2 separate regions of the Mus musculus genome follow, and region 1 is linked to region 2. Evidence: chromatin contacts called from public promoter capture Hi-C data. All regions are on one chromosome and are shown on one strand. The core of a region is the stretch at or near the end of the contact, and the rest is flanking DNA. Distances in the headings are between cores, read along the strand shown.

Region 1 (4,754 bases), core at 1,859-4,358, 250 kb before region 2:
TGATCTAATGGCTCCGTTTTGACCATCAGCAGGAGAAAGAATAGGGCAGTGTTGGCCAAATCTAGGTTGCAGAGGGCTAAAAATGAAATGAAGACTTTCTATGTGTGAGCTGAAGGATTATAAATAGTCTTGGGAAATCTTCTAACCAAGAATATGTCACTGTTTCCCAAATACAGCCATGAATGAGTGCTTAAAGGAGGACAGATGCTGTGTTTAGTCAATGATGACAGGCTTCAATGTACCTAAAACCATCAGTCTTTAAACATCATGTCAGATTTCCATTTCTCTGACTTCGTGATTACGCTCCTCTCATCAGATTTCAACAGTCTTCCGTCAAGCAACACCTGACAAAATAAACCATTGCTGCACAAATTGTAGACATCCACATTGAATATGTAGGATGTGCTTGTATTCATATCTTCTTCCCTTATACCTCTCTCTAACATACTAAAGATTAAACCCAGGACCTCTCCCATACCTGGCCAGCACTAGTCACACCTCTAGGCCTTTTCTTGCTATTTTGAATTTGAGTTTACATGTAGCCTTGAGGAGTAAATACATTTCACTTCTTACTAATGCCACACTTCTTAACCAAGATGCTGTTAAAAAGATTTTTTGCAGAGCATTAAAACAACTTAAGGTTCACAATACATTCAGTCAGTCAGTTTCCAACAAAAACCCACCGTGGCTCATCCGTGTCTGCTCCCACCTCAGGGGGCAAGTGCACAGCCTAAATCAATAACCAAGTAACCTAACCATCCCCTGGTTTCATAAAACCACCTATATGATAAATACGCATGTCTTTCTATTATAATATGCTTTTACAAAATAATGTTTTGTTTTTTACAAAGGTTATGAGATGTCATAAAAATGTCCAGTGCATCTGGTTTGAGAATCCAATTCTTTCTTCACATATTTCTGCATCTGCTCACAAAATCCCTTTGACTTCAAAGGACGCTTTTCAATAGAAAAAGAAGACACACACAGGAAGAGTGGCCATAAATTTTTAGGAGTCCTTTTCCAAGGCCACTTTAATAATGGCCATAGAGGACAGGTATCTCTTTCAGAAACTTAAAATGCCCAAACAGCATCAGTGACTATAGGTTTGTAGGAAGATTTATGCTTTTAAATTTTCCTGGTTATAAAAGTGATATATCTGCAATTTGAAACACACAAAAACAAAGGCTTAAAGCACGCTTCAATTACTTTTAATCCACTATTTAGGATGAACAAAGCCCATCAAAAATGGTTGTTTTCCTTCCAGTCTTTCTTCCTATGAGTAAACACTTCTGTGCAAACACTGCTGCCATCATATTCTGAACACAGTGTTTAATCTTTTCCATCAGTCTTTCAGGAGAACTTCATCAGTGCTTTGGTACCTGCATCATCATGTGTACTGAGCAAGCATCCTGCCACTTAGCTATCCTCTCACTTTTTATTTTGAGACAAAGAATTTCACTTAATCACCCAGGCTGGTTTTAAACTTGTGACCCCCTCCCCTCCTCCTCTGCCACCAGAATAGCTGGGATTCCAGGCCTCTGCCACCAGACTGGGCTTGCCTTAATCTTTCATGCTATCATTTTTAACTGATATGCATTATAACACTGCAGAAACTAACTTTAACATTTAATTCTTTATATTTAAAGTGAAATCAAGGGTTTAAAAACAGTAATCTGTCCTAGATATTCTTGGTTGTATACACATTAATATGCCTATCAGATTCCAAAAAATGAAATTCCCAAACCTCAAGAAAAACAACATTTGATGATTAAAGCCGGAATCAATTCTTAACTAACACTGTTTCTTAAAATGTAAAGTAACATTTGAATAGTTGTTTGCTGAATTTCTAGTATTGTGTCTTTTATTCGTAAAGAATCTTGTGAAGTTTACATTAAAGAAAAAAAAAGTAAGTTCAGAGAATGAGTAACTTGTGGGATGATTCAAAATATAATATTACATGCTAGTTTCATCTACTCTTGCTGGCTATGTTTTACCTTCATAGTCATGAACCCATAAGCTTTCCAGTCTTGGAAGTACATCAACATGCCAATCACTCCAATTCTCCCTCTATTCCATCTGCCCAGAGGATTACAACTGGTTCTGTAACACAGCTAGCAAATGTTAGAAAAAGCCAGGAACTTTTAGGACCAGGCCAGAAAGCTTTCCAATAATACATCAGTTACAACATGACACCCTCATGTCATATCTGTGCATTAATGGCTATGAATATGCAATGTGTAAAAATTACTTCATCACAGAAGTTCAAGTTTCCTTCCCGCTCTCAGACAAGACTTCCGAGATCATCTATGTCAAACTGATATATTCTGGGATGTTTTGTGCTTGTCAGAACAAAGCAAATTCCCCAACACCTTTTGGCTCTGAGGATAAAATGCAAATGTGGCGGGGCTCGACATAATATATCATGCTCATCAGCTCAGTCGTGGTAATCGCAGTGCTGCCAGGCAAGCAACACTATGAAGTACCTCGGCAGCTTGTTGCTGTTGGTTACAGGGCCTGGTAGATGCAGGCGCCTAAGGATCACCGAGCACCGATTCTTGCTCGCGTTCCACACGCTAGCTACTGCACTAACCTAAACAACCCAATTCTAAGAAAACTTTTCTGATTTCTCCGCTGCACCCCGGGAAGTTGTAAGGGGGAGGAGGCTAAAAACGTAACAGAACGGTGCGCAAGAGAACGATCGATCGCAGAGCAACTAAGTTTCTGATAACGTCACACTCTTTCAGGAGATGGCTTCCTGCGTTGCCAGGCAACACTGGCCACGCGGCCCGGCGGCGTGTGCTTTCCAGCAGCAGCACCTCCTGCGGTCACATGTGTGCAACGTCGCTGTGGTCTGAGTTGGGGACAGTCATAGGCTAGTGGACCTCGGAGAGAAAGTGTGGAGGGCTCTTTACAGGAAGCAGGAAGGGAGAAATAAGTGGCGGAAGGGAAGGGGAGCGGGAAGGCGCTCGCAGGATCGGAGACCTAAAGCAGAAGACCGGCTCGGGTTACCTGGGGAGCCAGAGTTGCTGCGGGTCCTTTGTGAAGTGCCCGGATGAAGCGCCAGCACTCACGGGCCTTCCGCACAGAGAACAGCGCCATCTTGAGAAGGGCGGGGCCGCCGGCCCGGAATGACGTCTGCGGGCGAGCCGAGTTGTGCTTACTACGCATGCGCCTGTCCTCTGGGCTGCCGCTGGCCAAAGTAGCTCAGTACCGATGTTTCCTAAGTTTGCAGCGCAGGTGCGCCTTGGAATAGGTGGCCCTAGGCTTTAGTGTTTTCCCGACCATCTTCTCCTTTGTGCCAGCTTCCTTGAGGGAGACTCAAGAAATGAGTTGTTGCTCTTTAGACGTGGAAGTAAAGGAAATCACCCACCCTAAACGAAGGCTAAAAACAGACCCACGGCTCCTGGAATCCTAGCACCTTCGGATTTCCTTGGAGACCAAAGGTGGAAAAAAATAGGTAATTTCTCACCCTGCAGTTCCGAAGAAAAGCAGTCAATGATTCTGGCAAAGCCATGTCTCACCACCTGCTCTCTAATACAAAACTACATGACTTGCTATCCTGTGTTCATTGATACTGAACCTTAGACCAATAAACGTCAGCTCTCACAGTTTTGAAGTTGAACTGGGTTTATTTCATTTTCCCTCCATTGACTTATTTCTTACAGGAAAAAGTCATGTAGTTTTTTGTTTGTTTGTTTGTTTTTTAATCAAGCTTCCAGATGCAGCTTTCCATTCGTGTCTCTTAAGAATGAAGCCTGCTTCTCTTAGAGGACCATAAATGACTTTTTGAGACCTACATGCTGGTCATCGGGTCTGCAACTTTACTCTAGTGCCCTGAGTGAAACACTGATGGATATGTGTGTACCTTGCCTTCCGGAAGTGTGGGGTCTCATGGGTTCAGAGAATGAATTATGCATACTGACGAGGTGATATAGAAGCAAGTACCAAGTTCAGAGTGGACAATGCTTAGAGCTGCAGTGCTCCGCGGAGGTTCAGTAACAATGACACCAGTGATGCTTGATGGAAGATGTTTTGTGTAAAGATGATGACTTCTCTCAGTGAACTGAAAACTCTCAGATTAAAAATCAGTAAAAAATATAAAGAGCAGATTTGACACAATCCCATTGCATTGGTTATATTAGTCTAAGAAACACATACTGGAAATTATCAAAGATTCATAGGCAGTAAGCTGTATTTGAGATGCCTGTACTCCCGAGGAGTTGAAATCTAAAGTAAGATAAAACTCCAGTCATACAATAAAATCTTAGAAGCATGCAATTGTTCCAGAGTAACTGGAAGTGAGCAGGGAAGGAATTACAGGTATGAGGTGGAGAAAGCTGAAGAAGCCATGGTTCCGCCCTCAGCAGAACATAACAATATGATTTTGTTGTTAAAATTTGAGGCACATGTATTTCCAGGTGCAATGCACTTTGACTACATACCCGAGTATAGAGCCAACGGGACACTTGAGCTACAAAACATGGTAATAGACTCCAAAAACTGAATAAACTAGATTGAATTTAGAATAAAAAGTGGCCGAGTAATGGAAATAAAGTGGCCAGGAATTAATAGAAAACCCAAGACACATGGTGTAGCAGAAGCCCAGGACAAAGCCAGTCAAGAGAAGATATAGACAATGGTTACTGTAACATGGGGTTTTATAAATGCCTTAGGTGTCTAGTCTTCAGATAGAAAGCAAAGTATTACTATTTGCATAGCTATATAATTAATTAGATTATAACCCCAGGAGTTAA
Region 2 (5,403 bases), core at 1,960-4,459:
AGCTCAAATTTGAGTCTCCTGTGAGATCTTTCTCTTCTCTACTACTAGCGCTTACGTACATCAGCTCGTTGCTTCTTGTGCTGGTTAGATTTTTTCCAACTGGACACAAGCTAGAGTCATTTTGGAAGAAAGAACTTCAGTTGAGAAAATGTATCCATCATGCTGGTTTCTAGACAAGACTCTGGGCATTTTCTTGATTAATGATTGAGGCAGGAGGGTCTGACATACTGGTAGCAATGTCACCCCAGGACTGGTGGTCCTGTGCTATGTTAAAAAAAAAAATCAGTCTGAACAAGTCACAAGGAACAAGCCAGTAAGCAGCATTCCTTTGTGGCTTCTGCTTCAGTTCTTGCCTCCAGGTTCTTTCCTTAGCTTCCCTCAATAATAGAGGGAATAATAATAATAACTTGGTAAGGTAGAATAAACACTTTCCTCCCCACAGCCAACAGAAAACAAACTAGGACATTTCTCATCATAGTTTGAGAGATGGTGTGAAGAAATGGGACACAAAAGGATTCAAGTAATGTCAGAGGTTAATAAGTATGGCAGTGGTGGTGCATGACTTTAATTTCAGCACTCAGGAGGCAGAGGAAGGTAGGTCTCTGAGTTTGGGGCCAGCCTGTTATAGAGTGAGTTCTAGGACAGTCTCAAATAATTGTCTCGTTTATTATTTGAAACCCTGTCTCAAATAATACATTCACACACACACACACACACACACACACACACACACACACACACACACACGGTAACATAAATTGAAACTAAACCTTCATCTTCCCATGATCTGCTATGTGGAACACAGAGATTTGCTTCAAGATGTAATGGAAAATGTCAATCAAAATACTATATGCTGTCCAAGTGATGTCAGAGTTGACCACAGGTATGCCCCAGGGCTGAATACAAAGGGTTTAACTGCCGCGGAAAAGGAATTTCCAGATTAACTGAAGGCGGTTTTGAAAGCATGTTTGAGATAGCATTGCCATCTAGTGGCCAGAAAACTATCATTTCTACCGACTCCAAACAGAGTAGGGAAAGTTTGGGCAACAGACTTTTAAACTAACACTGCAGATTGTAGAAGAGGATCAGGTCTCGTTCCCATGACCATTATATGACCTTGAAGTTCTACTGTGGCAGTATGTGGCGTCTTCCCATCCTCATGGCCGAAACAACCCACAAGGGCAGTGGCGTCGAACCGGGAGTTCAGATTCCCTGTGAGTACACATGGTGAGTAAACCACACCAGGACCAGGCAGGCAGTAGGCAGAGCAACTTTACTTATGGTGATTCAAAGCTTACAAAAGTTTGGGGGTCTGAGGGCAGGGACATCCAGGATGGGCAAAGGTCATTGGCTGGAGACCTTAGGGTACCTGGAATGCTTCATTAGCCTGGGGAAGCATTTCAGGAAAATCTCAGGTGCTGGGTGAACAGGTTTTGTCAAGAGAAAGGATCTTATAAACTAGTTGAGGTTATGTGACATTTTTCAAGTAGAGGTGAGTGTGTGTGTGTGTGGGGGGCTTAGAATTCCCCAGACAAGGTCAGAGAAGGAGAAACTCTGCTAATGGAGGGAGTCCTCCATTCGTGCTGAGCCCCAGAAGGCCATCCAGTTAATGGTAGACTTCCACCGTAATTAGCAGTTTTCCCACAGCAGTGTTCAGGTCAAGTAGGGTTTAGATCTTAACTGTACTTATTAGTGTTTGTATTCATCATATTTTTTTTCATCACTATGAGAAAGTGTTCCAGAAATGCAACTTAAAGAAGGGAGGGTTTATTCGTGCTCCCTGTTAAAAGGGAGCCGGGAGAGTCCATTATAGCGGTAACAGAGGGTAGGTGATCACATGATATCCATAGTCAGGAAGCAAAATGGTGGCTGCTCCTGCTCCCCAATTTTTCTTTTGTTTTGTTTTGCTTGTTCAGTCTGGTTTTATTCTGTTTTTGCTTTGCTTTGCTTTGCTTTGCTTTGCTTTGCTTTGCTTTGCTTTGCTTTGCTTTGCTTTGCTTTGCTTTGTTTGAACAGGGCTTTATGCTGTAGTTCATGAGGTCCTCAATCTCACTAAGTAGTTCAGGCTAGCCTTGAACTTTTGAAAATTCTGATGCCTTGGCCATTGGAATGCCTAGATTGCAAGCATGAGCCACTATATCAACTTGCTTTCTTTTTTATTAAGTCTGGGGTAACAGCCTGTGGGATGGTGCCCCACAACTTCCTGATGAGATCTGTTCAGCTCACTCAAACTCTAGAAATGCCCATACCCGTACACACTCAGAGGAGCACTGCCTAAGTGACCCCAAATCCCATCAAGCTGACAGTCAAGATTAACCCTCACACTGGTCATGGCTTTGAGCAGGTTAGCTTACCACATTCATTGTTCTGAAAAATGAGGGAAACATCTATCCATGTATCTCATGAGGCAATCAAAATATTTAATGGGATGTTTGTGGTGTATTGTAACCAATTAAAACGTCACATGCTGTTGCAATACAGAAACACCTGATAACAGCTGGTCTCTAAGAAGACAAGGGAGATTTGGGAAATTAATAAATTAGTCAGCTTGAATGAACTCTACAAGACTGTCTTGAGGAAATCAGTTCTCTCTCTCTCTCTTTCTCTCTCTCTCTCTCTCTCTCTCTCTCTCTCACACACACACACACACACACACACACACACATATACACACACACACAGTTCCATTTTGTTCTACAAGCTATCATCCTACTTTACTGAATCATGTTATCGTCAGAGACATTAATGTTTGCCTCCTGCATTAATTTGGTTGTCTAGTTCAGTATGTAGAGCTCCACAGTATTCTTATGCAGCCCTGTCCTGAGTCCCCACTATTTTCCTGCCCATGGCTTGGAAGCTATTATCTGCTCTACCCAGTTACCACACCCCAGGCAAATGTTCCTTTTCCCATTGCAGTATATTTTTTAACTCTCTACCTGAAATCACTTATATCCTACCATTAACCATAACTTCCCTTATGGAAAGTTAATAAGCAACTACTTTATTATTTAGAACTTTACTCTTATAACACAATTTCAGGATTTTCATACCTTGTAAAGATCTAGTTTTGGCAGCAAATATTGCAAAGCCATTCAAGTTTATGTCAAGGTTAACTTTAATCTGAACTGGTTATTTATTACTTCCTTGATAACTTTTTAACCAAAAGGTTAATGTTTATCCTTAAATATATTTTACTTCAGAGCCGAACGGTGGGCCTCTGTAGCAGGCTTTGCATGGCTACCTCTACATACTGCTATTGCTGGCTATTGGAAGACCTTAGTGTCAGGTTTGTCTTGGGGTATTTTCTATATGCTTGGAACTTGAGGAGAAGATGAAATAGTGGGTGAGATTTAGGGGAGTCATAGTGAGAGCTTGGCAAAGAAGGTTACATGGAGATAGGTGGCAGGGGTGGGCACATTTAAGCATTACCCAAGAAAGCTGTAGTATCAAAGAGTCTGCTGGCATAAAAAGTTCAGTCCAGGGAATTTAAACCTGGAGATAGCCGAATGTGTATGCATCCTTAGGGAAAACATTAGTCAAAATATGTTCTTTTAAAAGGTCCCTTCCCTTAAATGTGCTCATTACATGGAACATTGGCCATAAAAAGAATGTTGTGACAGGTCTACTTCTTATAAGTGAAGTAGTTAATATTTTTCAAAAAAGAGAATTTGTATCATTTATTTGGAGATACTCTGTTCTTTGGAAGCAGTTGTGAGTTCCCTTCAGTAGAAGGGCTTCTTGGGGTTGTGATCAGTTCCCACAGAAATCTGGGAAGGACTGAGAAGAAGATGAACCAAGACAGGGTGGTACTGTCATATAGATAGCCAATACTTGAGTGGAATAGATGGACCAGGAAACAGAATGAAAGGAGAAGGACCTTTCATGTTCTTCTACAACCTCCCAGAATGCACATCTCCTAAAGCCTTTACTGGGAACCACTCCGTCATTCTCAGTTTTACAGAATCCTTTAGTTCTTACAAGAACCCTGGGCTCGATAGTGATGTTGTGATTTTATAACTTAGTAGCAACTGGAACTTGTACAAATGATAACTGGGAATCATCTGAGGTCCCCTTTGAGAAGCAATGGGAACCATTTTTTCCATATTTCCAGTAGTTCTCCCTAGGAAAACACTCATGTTTAACTCTAAATTATACCAATAAACTGAGAATGAAATACTGAATCCCGTCTTCCAACTTTTACTGTATTTTAAAAGCTGAGCCTGAAAAACTTGCTTTTCACTTAACCTTCAGTATTTAGGGCAGTGCCTAGATATCATGTTAAAGCTAGTCACTGTTGTAAAATACACCCTAAAACATCAGTGGATTAACATAAAAATGTATATGTACAAATACATATTTGCTCATTTGTTCATATTTGTTTAAAATCATCTGGCCTATAAGGCTGCCCCTTTCCAAGTAGAGATTTGGAAATCCAAGCTGCCTTTATTTCATAGATATGGATTTTGGAAGATGAACTACCATGGCAGAACCACACTCAACCAGTTGGGCAGATTAGCCATATAAACCCATCTGTCTTTAAAAACTGGGAAATGTAAGTACACTGTAGCTGTCTTCAGACACACCAGTAGAGGGTGTCAGATGTCATTACAGATGGTTGTAAGCCACCATGTGGTTGCTGGGATTTGAACTCAGGACCTTCATAAGAACAGTCAGTGCTCTTAACCGCTGAGCCATCTTGCCAGCCCCAAAGGTTCATTTATTATATTTCTATGAGTAAACTGTAGCTGTCTTTGTTGTGAGCCACATGTGGTTGCTGGGAATTGAACTCAGGACCTTTGAAAGAGCCGTCAGTGCTCTTAATCGCTGAGCCATCTCTCCAGGATATAAGATACAATTTCCTAAACACATGAAACTCAAGAAAAATGAAGACTGAAGTGTGGACACTATGCCCCTCCTTAGAAGTGGGAACAAAACACCCATGGAAGGAGTTACAGAAACAAAGTTTGGAGCTGAGATGAAAGGATGGACCATGTAGAGACTGCCATATCCAGGGATCCACCCCATAATCAGCATCCAAACGCTGACACCATTGCATATACTAGCAAGATTTTATCGAAAGGACCCAGATGTAGCTGTCTCTTGTGAGACTATGCCGGGGCCTAGCAAACACAGAAGTGGATGCTCACAGTCAGCTAATGGATGGATCACAGGGCTCCCAATGGAGGAGCTAGAGAAAGTATCCAAGGAGCTAAAGGGATCTTCAACCCTATAGGTGGAACAACATTATGAACTAACCAGTACCCCTGAGCTCTTGACTCTAGCTGCATATGTATCAAAAGATGGCCTAGTCGGCCATCACTGGAAAGAGAGGCCCATTGGACACGCAGACTTTGTGTGCCCCGGTACAGGGGAACGCCAGGGCCAAAGGGGGGGAGTGGGTGG

The links. Promoter capture Hi-C pulls out the DNA fragments that hold promoters and counts their contacts.
Region 1: a promoter capture Hi-C map of embryonic stem cells shows a contact between it and region 2, with 4 times the contacts expected there. The contact joins the promoter of Wars2 here to the promoter of Hao2 in region 2. A contact is called at or near these places in 2 of 39 promoter capture datasets (the 3T3-L1 cell line and embryonic stem cells).

The regions. Positions count from the first base shown.
Region 1 is chr3:99,139,444-99,144,197 of GRCm38.p6, reverse strand. It overlaps Wars2 (tryptophanyl tRNA synthetase 2 (mitochondrial)), which reads right to left and starts at 3,108. Exons shown (of 6, transcript NM_027462.4): 1 at 3,010-3,108. The coding sequence starts at 3,099.
Region 2 is chr3:98,891,036-98,896,438 of GRCm38.p6, reverse strand. It overlaps Hao2 (hydroxyacid oxidase 2), which reads left to right and starts at 3,209. Exons shown (of 9, transcript NM_019545.4): 1 at 3,209-3,286.